Linked DNA regions of Gossypium hirsutum: region 1 is linked to region 2. The links are chromatin contacts, called in public Hi-C maps. All regions are on one chromosome and are shown on one strand. Each heading gives the region's core, a stretch centred on a gene start, on an enhancer-like site or on the middle of the called end of the contact. The rest is flanking DNA. Distances are from core to core; before and after follow the strand shown. Region 1 holds the start of LOC121203658 (protein SODIUM POTASSIUM ROOT DEFECTIVE 2-like). Region 2 holds the start of LOC107932929 (calcium-transporting ATPase 1, endoplasmic reticulum-type).

Evidence for each region. A called contact is a pair of places that touch in the nucleus more often than the background predicts.
Region 1: a Hi-C map of leaf shows a contact between it and region 2, with 2.5 times the contacts expected there. The contact joins the promoter of LOC121203658 here to the promoter of LOC107932929 in region 2. A contact is called at or near these places in 4 of 34 Hi-C or Micro-C datasets (callus and leaf).

The regions. Positions count from the first base shown.
Region 1 is chrA07:16,465,075-16,471,642 of Gossypium_hirsutum_v2.1, forward strand. LOC121203658 (protein SODIUM POTASSIUM ROOT DEFECTIVE 2-like) reads left to right here and starts at 4,021. Exons shown (of 2, transcript XM_041074088.1): 1 at 4,021-4,306; 2 at 4,493-4,892. The coding sequence starts at 4,021. The coding sequence ends at 4,653. LOC107941848 (60S ribosomal protein L23A) reads left to right here and starts at 5,313. Exons shown (of 4, transcript XM_016875474.2): 1 at 5,313-5,438; 2 at 5,550-5,593; 3 at 5,717-6,074; 4 at 6,481-6,568. The coding sequence starts at 5,581. The coding sequence ends at 6,565. It overlaps TRNAR-UCG (transfer RNA arginine (anticodon UCG)), which reads left to right and starts at 1,358; the gene lies at 1,358-1,431.
Region 2 is chrA07:16,173,317-16,179,886 of Gossypium_hirsutum_v2.1, forward strand. It overlaps LOC107932929 (calcium-transporting ATPase 1, endoplasmic reticulum-type), which reads right to left and starts at 2,214. Exons shown (of 9, transcript XM_041117655.1): 1 at 2,031-2,214; 2 at 1-786. The coding sequence starts at 684.

The DNA of each region.
Region 1 (6,568 bases), core at 2,771-5,270, 290 kb after region 2:
TATTTTTCTTAGTATAGGTGTGAATAGGAGGTACACGTAATGGAAGGTAGTTGACTTTTGTGGTTCCAACTGGTGTGTATCCAACGACGAAATTCCGACTGAAAATGGTGTCATTCTACACGCCTATGTCACTTCATTGTCAGTCATACCTTTGCTGAAATTTGTTTTTAACAAGTAATGGCTTCTGAATAAACTACCTTACATACATACACACTGAAAATCTGAAATTTTCATCTTATTGTGTGGGGTAAAGTTAAAAAAATTTTGTTAGAGAGAATTAAAATAAAATTATATATTTTTAAGAAAACTAAAATAAAATTATATATTTTTAAGAAAGTTAAGATATAATTTTTTATTTTAAAGATTTATATGTTAATAATTTTTAAAAAAATTAAATCAAAATTATCATTTGTAAGATGAAATTACATTTACTTAAATTAACTTAAAATTTTATAAATTGGAAATTGCTAACCTCTAGAATCGCTCTTGATGTTGTGCTCTATGGTTTGAAATTTAATGGGATACCAAATTCTAGGGTATAATTATATTGCCATAAAAAGTAGTTGATGAATAACTCATATCACGCGTTTGTTTTTTCTTTGGTTTAAGACTTATTATTACTTAGTAGTTTATGTTGTGGTTTGATTAAATCCAAATTTGAGTCGGTATATTTTAGAACGGGAGAAAAAATTCTTTTAATATTATTCTTCTCTTTTATAAAATTCAAAACTAAAATCATACTTAAAAGGAGACATTAAATTTTTTATTATTCGATCCAACAAGATTATTACCTCATCCCCTGTTTGATTTGTTGGAAATAATTGTAGCCATATACATGAAGGTAAAGGAAAAGTTTAGGTAAAATATTGACTTTTAAAAAGTATAGAAGCATATTGAGCAACGTTGCATGTGGGAAATTTGGTTAGATTTTGGAAGTGAATAGCAACATTACTGAATCCTTTGTGCCTAAAATTGTACGTCTTTCACGTGCTGGGTTCCATAAGTGTTGTGCTTACCTTCCACAATATATATATATATATATATTTGGAGATGAAATTTCTTCACCTTATGCATTCCATGGCCAAATGTTCCTATGTATGGTTGATTTAAATATAGTAAATATTGATAATCTTACGCAAAGAATCATATCTGCGCAAAACAAACTTGTTGATTACAACGTGAAAATGTCGAGGATATAAAATTAAATAACGTAGCAAAGCCTAGAGAGGGGTTGAAGGAATAATTCCCATCATTTCAAAGTCAAATTGCTTTAAATATCTCATGGGGTTTGACTGCTTTCAAAACGTTCTTTATTGTATCCTTAAAATAACTATTATTTGATTGACTAAACAAACAAGACCGCATAGCACAGTGGATTAGCGCGTTTGACTTCGGATCATAAGGGCGTGGGTTCGACTCCCACTGTGGTCGGTTTGTTTTTATTTTAATTGGGCCGGCTCTCAATCTTTTTGACGCTATTGCTGTTGCTTCTATTTTGGGTTAAATTATAAATTTTGTGGAGAGAATTGGACTGACCCAATCCAGCAAAATAAAACACAACATCTTACTCCACACGTGTAAATTTTGGAAAAATATTTTGGGTTTTAAATCTTCATTTTGGGGAGGAAACTAGTTGGAAAACCCAAATTTGATATTGAAGCTCAAGCTGAAGCCTAGCTTTCGACTTTTAACAATTTTCCTTTTACCCAAATTCATCAAATATTTGCACTAAAGTGTGTATTTAAAGAAGTTGTATTTGATGGTAAGATCTTTTACTTTCAGAAAAGAGTTTAACATATTAAGTTTTAGTACGCCTCTTATTCAATCCCGAATGAATGTGATGGACAATGGTATACTAGAAAGAAAATTTTAGGGGAAAAGCGATAATAAAGATGCTAATTCCATAGTATGCAAAGATTTTATGGCTAAATCATTAAGTGTAGTATGATGGTTGTTTATCTCATCCTTTAATTATATGATCGAATTCTATCTTTACTTATGAGAATGAAACGCATTTCATAACTAATTGTTTATTTCTTCAAAGAACTCTCGTGACAAGAGGATTAATTATTGTTATTGATGGTGAATATGATCAAAATTTTTTATAGGTAATTAAAGTGAAAGATAAAATGTTTTTCCGACCATGACGATGATTGATGCAACCGATTCCTTGCTCTCAAAAAGGTGAAAACCTACATTTAACATTTTCATTGAATAAGAATGACCTAGCTACACATTTTTTAACCTTTCAGAAAAGGATCGTCTGGTTCAGTTCCCTATCAATTAAGGTAACTTCGCATACAAGTTAATGGTGTGTAAGTGCTTCATATTTAATAGTATTTTTTAAAAGAAAGGTTGAGCTGCTTTCTAAGGTAAAATACTACTGGTTGATTTTGGAATTAAATTACAAACAAAGATAAAATCAACTTTTCACATTAACCTAACCAAATGTTAACATGTAGAATTTAAGACTGGTTCATAAAATAAATGTCTGCAGTTCGAATTTAGGGTTGTTTAATATTATTTTTAAAAAGTATTTTTGAGATAAAAATACTTTTGAAATAAAAATATTTTTAAAATTATTTAAAAAAAATGTTTTGCAAAAATATTTTTTTAATCAAGAATAAAAATAGAAAATTTTAATTTTTTGTTTAAAAGCGTTTTCTAATTCAAGAATACTTTTGAGAAATGCTAAACTAAGATTAATATTATTAACATACAAGTATAATTGTTGGACGTAGGAGAAAGAACAACTTGTTGACCAGTGGTTACCCACAATATTATCTACTGTTTTTTATTACAAAAAGTTGCATGAAATGAAAGTGATAGAGGTCACAAGAGAAGGACAATGAAACTGAGAACAAATGAAGTGGGTCGTCCTTTATATTAATTACCATGAATAAGTTAGAGAATAACAATGGATATCTTAGTTTATTGAAATAAAATAGGATTAATTTATACATATTGTGAAGCTGCTTCCGCTCTGCCGGTGCCCATCCCATATTCCCCGGTCTATTGTTAATCATCATGGGGATTCAAATTTTGATATTATTTTAATAGACTGAATCAGATTACTGGAGTGTTAATAGACTAAATTGAGAATTTCAATTTTACGTCACCACTTTAAAAACATGGTACAAAATAATTGCATATGAATAAATTGGATTAAATCTTGCCTTATAATTTATTTATAAGTATATCTAAGGTGATTAAATTATTAGTAACTTTACATTTTAATTACTCAATTTTAATAAGTTATAAAATGACAAATAAACTATTCGAAAGTTTTCATTTAAGTTACTGGACTATTAAAATAGGCGTTGTATGACTGTTTCTATTTGTACTGCCTACACTAATAGAACAACGCTCACGTTCCCCTTCTCTTTTACATTACAGTTTATTTTTTTCTATGAAACAACCTTGAATATTGGAATCTGTGAACTAAAATCCAAACAACTTTCTTCTTTTATCTCTGACACTGATCGTCAGATCGGTTTGGATCTAAAGAATGTTCTTCTACTTGTCGATGAATATTGATTCACCATATCGATTGTCGAATCGTCGTTTGGAGCTTGCTAACTAGAGTTTTTTTTAAGGAAAAAAAATCTCAATAGCCAATGACTTAATTAAAAATTCCAAATAATTTAGTGACTTAAATGAAAACTTTTAAAAATTTAGCGACCATTTTGTAACTTCTTAAAATTAAACTTACTACATTGAATGTAATTTACCCATATTTAAAATTTTTCCCTCTCTTTCCCTTTCTCTCTCCTTAATCCACCTATTACAAAAACGGATTAGTTGGCCTTATCAAGATCCTTTATTACTCTTTTGTAACTCTATTTCAGCTTTTCTTCCTCAAAACTATACCATATTTACTTCAACAAAACTTCAGTGTGTCATGAAGGGAATGCATCTTTTCTGTGCTTCTCCAGCTTCCATAGCCACCTGCTCACGCTTGGACCATCGCTCCATGGTCCGCCATGGCCATAGGCCTCTTGATCCTCAAAAGTCTAAACCATATTCACCTTGCTCATCACAACTGCGCCTATAATTCCTACGACTAGAAACAAGCCTGTTAAGCCAAGTGATGTACGTCGTAAAAGCTCAGCCCATATTCATGATCTAACTAGTCCTCCAACCAACGGTTCCACCAGATATCTTCTAAGTGATAGGCCCTTTATCGATTGTTTATCAGACTCTGACCATGTCCCAGCAAAGCCTAAGCATGTGGTGGTTTTGCGGGTATCAATCCACTGCAAAGGATGTAAAGGAAAAGTAAGGAAACAAATCCCGAAAATGGAAGGTCAGTTTCAGCAACAGATTGAAAAGCTTTTGCTTATATTATCTGACCATGCTTTTGTAACATGTTTCTTAATGTTAAAGCAAAGCATAAAACCCAAAGTAGTTATTATTGGTCGTAAAGAAAAATGCAGTATCATATTAGAAGCTAGGTAGACATGGTGTTATTCAACATTTGTTTTGTTTGCAGGAGTGACATCATTTAGTATAGATTTGGCCACAAAGAAAGTGACGGTAATTGGCGATGTAATACCTTCAAGCGTTCTAGAAAGCGTGTCCAAGGTGAAGAATGCCCGGCTCTGGTCATCTCCATCTGCATCTCCACCCGTGGTCAAACCAATTACTGATTAATATTACTCGAATTCCAAACCTGCTGGATGTAATCTCTAATAATGCTATAAGAATTTGCAGTTGGTGTGGATCCCATGTCTACATGCATGCTTATATACAAAACCGTAACGTAAATTAATCCGATGTAAGCTTTTAGGATTATTATCGTATCATAACCTTTGTTTTATTTAGATTATTCAAAGATAAAGAGGATGTTGAGTAATCCCTAAATTGGATTAATATTGCATTGTAGAAAACCCTAAATTGGGTAACCCCTCTCTTTTATAATTTGTTTTTGGTTAATTATGTCATAGGTCTATGTACTCTTCATAAACTTAAAATTTGATCCATATTCTTTTATTTTGAGAATTTAGTCCTTTTACCTTTTAGATTTTAAAATTAAGATCCGATTGTTAACATTATTAAAATTATTGGTGTTACATTTTGAAATTAAAAAAAAAACTCATTTTGTTGGCATTATAACTGAAAAAATGACATTTTAATGAACTTTAATCTAATAAAATAAATTTAATAATATTAAAAATTAAACCTAAATTTAAAAATCTGAAAAAATAAAGTGACTAAATTCCTAAAAACAAAAGTAAAATGACTACAAACGGCTTGAACTGGAAAAAACTAACCCAGGCCTTTATCTGTGTTATATTGTTTTTGGATACAGTGGGCTTGGCCCGTGACTTTGAGCCACTGGAAACTAGAGTGAATTTGAAAACCCTATCTATATAAACCCTAATTTCTTCTTCGCCTGTTACTAGCAAACCCTAACGGCTCCGCTTCTTCATCGACAGGTCTCTCTTGCTGCCCTATTTTATCTTATATTTTTCATTTCCCTATTTTCTGTTTCGAAGTGATTTCGGCTTTTTTATATATAAAAATTGATTTTCTTTGTTCTGCTTTAGGGTTTACAAGGGTTTGAGGCAGCCGCAACCAATGGCCCCCAAAGGTATTTTGGATTTGAATTTTATTGATTCTGAACATTATACTCTGCTTCTACATAATTTTTCTTCGTAATCCTTGTTTATAGAATTTTGTAATTTATATTGATTGTCGTGTGTAAATTATGTAGTTGAGAAGAAATCAGATCCAAAGGCACAGGCCTTGAAAGCAGCGAAAGCAGTGAAATCTGGAGCCACATTTAAGAAGAAGGCCAAGAAGATCCGAACCAAGGTTACATTCCACAGGCCAAGGACCTTGAAGAAGGATAGGACCCCAAAGTACCCACGCATTAGTGCTCCACCAAGGAACAAGCTTGATCATTATCAGATTCTCAAGTTTCCCCTCACGACTGAGTCTGCAATGAAGAAGATTGAAGACAACAACACTTTGGTTTTCATTGTTGACATTCGTGCTGATAAGAAGAAGATTAAAGATGCTGTCAAGAAGATGTATGATATTCAGGCCAAGAAAGTTAACACCTTGATCAGGTAATCTTTTATAATAGTATACCCACTACAACTTATTTCATATAGCCCAAGAATGAGTAGCGGTTTGATATAATTGTTACTACTACAGTTTGTAGACTAGTAAGATCTTTGATATTCATTGAATATTTGGTTCGGTGTATGCTAAATGTGAAGAACTGCAAAAGAATAATACATTGGTTGTGTATGTTTTCGAAATCTAATTATCAACTTTGAGATCATTTCTCTGTTGATTTGCTTTAGAGCAACGGTTTTCTTTGTTTTCTGCAGTATTACATACATTTGCTTGCTTGTGTTCTGCAATTAGGCTTCTTGACGACTCATTTGTTTCATCTCTTCATATTCATCTGATGTCTACAGCTTTAGTGTTTTAGATATTAATTTTTTGGTTATGTTTCTCTTAATCCAGGCCTGATGGAACAAAGAAAGCATATGTTAGGTTGACACCCGAATACGATGCCTTGGACGTTGCAAACAAAATTGGTATTATCTAGGCT
Region 2 (6,570 bases), core at 964-3,463:
TTTCTTCCCTTGAATATCTGTATTCTCAGGAACAACCTTTGCAGTCTTGCTCACAGCTTCACTCTCTCCGGTCAATGATCCCTGTTCAACTCTTACAGTTGAGCTTATCAAAGTCAAAACCCGCATATCTGCGGGTACCTTATCACCAACTCTCAACTCCACAATATCACCTGGAACAAGCTCCTTTGCAGGCAAATTTGAGACCTTCTTACCATCTCGAACTACATTTGCCTGCTCCGATTGAATTTCCTTCAGAGCCTCCAAGGCTTTTTCTGCATTGCTTTCTTGCCATATTCCAACAATGGCATTCACTATCAAGATCAAGAATATAACAAGCGGCTCCACAAAAGCTGTTATCTCCTTCTCCCCTCCTTCATCACCATCTAACCAAGCTAAAACAAACGATATAATAGCAGCAAGCAATAATATCCTAACTAATGTGTCATTAAATTGCTCCAGAATTAGTTGAAAAATTGATGTGCCCTCATGCTTTTCTAACTCATTCCATCCATAAATCTCCCTCATTTTCTCAACTTCAGCACTTGATAACCCTAATTCTCGATTCATTTGGAAGTTTTCTTCACATTGCTTCACATCCTTTGCCCAAGCAGGAAAATTTTCTACCTTGGAAGAAGCAGCACTGACTTTTTCTCTCTTCCCATAGTCTTCTCCACCTCTCCCCATTGAAATTCAATGCTGAAGAAAAAGTTCTTCAAGTAATTGAAGAAAAATCAAAATAGCTTAAGTTAAAAGTTGAAACTTTACTTCCTATCTTCAACAGTGGACCTGAAAGCAAAAAAAAAATTTAAAGTAACATCATGATCAACAAAGTAAATTAACAAAAACCCACTAAGCATTAAAAATTACCAATCTATTTGTCCCCAAAACAATAAGAAAAGCAATAAAAGAGCAAATAAAGAATACCGCTTTTCTTCCATAACCCATTCCACATTTTTTTTTTTTGCAAATTTATACATTAGAAACAATTAACCAAGGAGTAAAAAACTGGAGTTACCCAGTAGCATATCTGATTTCCGGTTCAACCAATTGAAAGGATAGGTCAGCATAAATTATAAAAAAAAATCAAAATTTTTCAAAAAGAAGCAAACGAAAATCAGTATAAAAGAAGTATATAAAAAAAGAATTCTAAAGATATTAACATGTTTAATAAGCAGGTTTTAGTTTCGTGTTCAGCAAGACTTGGCGGCATCCAATATTGATAGAACATTTCCTAAATAGAAAAGGCGATGCAAAAAACAATTCCTGCATGCTAAGGTCGTCATTTTCATGATTTATACATGGGAAAGCTGCGCTCAAAGTTGCTTAAAACTTGACCAAAAAAAGAAAAGAAAAGAAATCATTATATATTTCTGGTTTGGCACTAAAAGAGAAAGAACCCAAGCTCGGTTTTGTGTTTGACCAAATCAAAATTGGAAATTGTATCGTTAAGAGCGACTTCAATATCACCAGATCGACAGATGAACACCCATCCAAACCAGACAAACATTCAGGGAATAAAAATAAAATACTCAAAGATCTAACCTTAAACTGAATGAAGAAGATGTGAAGAACCGAAGAAGAGAACAGAATGAGACCGTAGAGCAGTTGGTCAGTTAAAAGGACGAATTAAAGAAAAAGAATAATTGAAAATCAATCAGATGCCCTAAGGGCCCCAATTTGGGCCTTTCAATCTATGATCGCTTGGGCTAAAAAGAGTCCAAATCAATGAAAATATTATATCATTTCCGGTTTTATTAGATTTTTAACAGCTTTTCATCGTTTATATTTTATTCGTTCTCGATTTCCAACTTATCTCCCATTTTTACTAATCCAGTCTCTTTATTCTTTAAGCACTTCTATGTTTCACTTCCAAAAAAGAAAACAGTTCTAAATTTCGATTGAATCCATAAATCCGATCTTATTTTTTATCATTGAATTTCTCCTAAATTATCTGTTCATTAAATTCTCTCAGCAACCAAACACAATAGAAATATATGAATCAAAAGTAAAAAAAAAAAAACTGTGCTTACCAAAATCCTGGAGTTTCTCTGTTTCCACTCAGCTTCTGATTCATTCTCTTTTTTCTTTTTTACTCTGTAATTTTTTTAAAAAGAATTTTTTTTTTCTTTTAATTACAGTTTTGATCTTTGGGATCTTAATAAATAGAAACGAGAGAGATTTGATTTATAGAGAGCGATTCAATGCCTAGAAAACATCGCTTTCTCTCCATCTCTATGTGCGTATTCTCTTTTGTCTTCTTAGAAGGACCTAGATTCCACATTGCCTCAACTAATAAGGAATTGCCACGTGTTCATAGATCAACGATAGGCCCACGTTAAGCGATCGCTTTTCATGCCCTTTACCATGTGGCAAACAAATAGGGGCGACCATTTTGTTTCAATGTTTGTGGCCTCCCGCACTGAATCTCCACTCTCGGAAAGGTGCACACTTTTTTCTCTTTCTTTCTTTTTCATGCAATTATAATTACAAATTATATTGTTTTAGCTAGTAAATTTTCATTTTTTTAATAACATACCATAGTACAATTTATTAATAGTATATAAATTCATATATGGTGCATCAAATGCAAACTTTTTAATTAATGCTTAAGAAAGTTCCTATTCCTTTCCTACTTCCCTTGCTGGTAAAAGAATTTGGAGTTGATATAAGAGATAATATATAATTTGGCCTTTAAATTTATTTATTTGTACCTAGATTATTCTTAAATATTTTTGGATTCAATTTATTCTTAAACTTGTATTCTATCAATTAAGTTAGTCCATTCACACTAACATCATTAGTTTGTATTATCGTAACATTTATAACTAATGCGGTGATATCATGTGGCAACCTCTCATAATGTCACGTGACAAACATAATTTATATATTTACATTTATATATATTTTTTTAATTTATGTTTTTTCACTTAGCACATTGTTATCGCATGGCTCTATCGAATTGATTAGGTCCAAAATAAAGTTTAGGAACCACTTAAGTATAAATGAATAAGTTGAGGGGCCTAATTGTATATTAACCCTTCATATATTCTATTGATTTGTGTGACTATTCTAAGTTTCTTTTTCTCCCTTTTGGGGGTTTTCTTGTGGGGACATAAAGATGGCATGATAGAGTTTCTTCTTGCAATTGAGTGTATATTTACAAATTTAAAAAGGATTTTCTTCCATATGCCAACTTTTCCAATGCTAGGAAACTAACATGAATTTTATTTATTCAAGATGAAAATGTGTAAAGTCAAATTTGGATATGGAATGTTTAAACAAGTCAAGTTTGCTTTTAATTCTATTTTGAAGAAATAATTCATTATAGGATTACCCAAGCTAGCCTTCACTGTTATTTGAGCTTAGGTAAATGTCGTATGTATATATATATGCGCTCATATGAATATACTCGAGAAAAATTAATGTTACCAATCAAACTTGGTACAATTAGTGAAAGTAGAGATTTTGGGTATTGAGTACTTAAATTCAAGATTTATTATGTGTTAGTATGTGTAAATTTTCGAATTTCTTCATGTGTGAGTTTTAGTCTAGTGTATCAATTTAATTTAACATTGTAATTTTTTTTATGATAAATGTGAAGTATTTGTATTGTAGTTATAAATGTACCATATCAGCTGGTCTTTCATAGCTGTGAATTGGGAGCTTAGAAGGCATCTTATTACACAATTATTGATGACCAGGGTCCATGATTGTGTTTTTCATAGGAAGACTCAGAATACATACTCTTATCTCAATGGAAATTCCAGGGAAATTTCGGCCACATTGACGCATGCTAGATATTCACTGGTGTTGCATTCAATGGGAGATTAGGAAATGTCACAGGCACTCCAAATCCCAAAGTCAACGAGAAAATTCTCTTTTAATTTAAATCTATCCATATCATCAATGAATATTTTAAACTATATCATTCCTATCTGCTTCTTCTTGTCACTTTCTCAAAGAAACAAACAAGTTGCAGATTGGAAGTCTGACAACGCTGCATATTTTTCTGCAATTCAATCTTACTTTAGTTACCAGGAAATTTAAGTGAAACTGAGTTTCCGCAGTAGGCATGAAAATGGTATGAATGGAATATTGCCTATTTGCCATTCACTTTCATCACTCGGTGTCATCAAATTTGTATTGTTATAGTGAGCAATGCTATTCTTGTTTCTCTTGGGGGAAAAGATGGGGGACAAAACTGTACAAGTAAGTTGGAATTTATCATGTCATCTGGCCGGAGGGAAACTGTCACCAAACAAAGTGCGAAGATGAGTTCATAGTTAAGACAAAGCTCAGCCAATAGTTGTTGACTTCGTTTTTATTTCTAGCCCCTCATCTGGATTGTTCTCTCAACAAGGGTATATAACTTGGACCCTTTTTTGGGCAAAATAGAGTGGACAATGCTCAATTTCAGCTCACAACAACTTTGGGCTTTGCACTTTAGCAACTTTTGGGGTCAAATACAAAACCCCACATCTTCTATCCCTTTTAGGCTTTTTCTTTCCTGTTTGTTCTAATTATATAAATTTTCTTTGAAATCATATTTGGCTTTTGTACCCTTCTCCTTGTCTTATAAGATGCAAAATGTTGATGTATTAAACAGGATAGTCCTTAGAATTTGTTGGGTGTAGGTTGCAAAGAAATTAAAAATGTTAGAGCATATTAGAGTTATGTCTTTAGAGTATGTATTGTTGGGGATAAACTTGTGTATGCAACGAACAAGAATAGTAAAAAAGAAATTGAAAAGATCGAACACACAAATTTACATGAAAAAACTCCTCAAAAAGAGGATAAAAACCATGGAAAGGAGATTTCACTAATATAAAATATGTACAAAGATGGAGAGAATCAAAGAAAGAAAAAACTAGAAACCCCAAAAGAAAAACCCTTCAAACTCAAAAGCACAGAATTCTCTCAATCTGTATATTTTATATTGTTGTATAAACCTAGGGTAACTAAAGCTTATTCATAGGTTGAAATTCATAACTTTTATAACTAGAATATCCTTAGGTTAATCAAAGTTTAAGTGAGAACCTAAAATAGAGTTTAACTGAGAAAAGAAAACTGAGAAACTTGAGAAACACATCACCACATTGTGAAGTGGCTTTTCCATCGTCAAGACGAAGATTTTCTTCTCGTTGTGATGTTGGTTTCTCGTCGTGACGTCGAGCTTTATCTCGTCGGGATGTCACTTACTGTTTTGTCTGAAATGCGAGGCATGACGTCGAGCTTTATCTCATCGGGATGTCACTTACTGTTTTGTCTGAAATGCGAGGCATACTCCACAAATCTCCACCTTGACTTGTATTTCACTTAACTCTTTTGCCAAGCCCTATCACGGGCCTAATTTGATCTTCATCGAATACTTACCAAGTCCAAGTAGTGCTCGAACTTTGAAACTGGAAGACTTTTTGTCAACATGTCGGTCGAATTGTGTTCTGTGACAATTTTGTGAATTTGAACATCTCCTTGAATGATTACCTCTCGAACCAAATGATATCGAATGTCTATTGCTTTGTCCTTTCAGGGTGCATCTGATCTTTGGTGAGATGTATGACATTTTGATAATTATAATATACGATACCCTCTCTTATTAACCAATTCGCTAAACAAGACTCTTAACGAAATTGCTTCCTTTACAACTTCAGTGATTGCCATGTATTCAGCTTCAGTAGTTGACAAAGCCATTGTGGCTTAAAGTATAGTTTTCCAACTAATGACACAATTTTTGAAATCAAATAGATAACATGTGAGAGACCTCCTTTCAACTGAGTCTCTTACATAATCTAAATCAATATATCCGACTAAACTCTTTTGGCTTCTTTCGAACTTTAAGCACATATTTGAAGTACCCGCAAATATCTAAAAATCCACTTAACTGCATGCTAGTGTAACTTACCTGTTTTGACTATGTATCTACTAACAATACTAATAACATGTGAAATATTAGGATGAGTTCATACCATTGTATACATTGAACTTCCGACTGCACTTGAGTAAGGTACTTTTGACATATACCTTTCTTCTTCTTCTTCTTCTTCATTTTAAAGGGAATTTAAAATTGAAAGTTTAAAATGTGTAGCTAAGTGAGTACTTACTAGTTTTGAGTCTTGCATCTCAAACTGCTTAATATCTTCTTTATGTATCTTTGTTGCCACAAGAAAAATTTCTCGAAACGTCTATCCCTTCAAATTTTTATCCCCAAAATTTTCTTTATTGCACTTAAATCCTTCATCTCGAACTTAGAGTTAAACATGATTTTAAGTTGTTTAATTTTAGATGGATCCTTAGTCGTAATCAACATGTTATCAACATAGAGCAACAAATATATGAATGAACCATCATCAAGATATTATGAATATAAACAATTGTCTTACTCACTTTGCGAAAAACCAATATTCAACATGAAGGAGTCGAACTTTTTGTACCACTACCGAGGAGACTACTTCAAATCGTATAATGATTTTTTGTAGAAGACAAATATGATCTTCTTTAATTTTAGTTTTGAAGCCTTCTGATTGTTGCATGTAGATCTCCTCCTCAAGGTTACCATGAAGGAAAGAAGTA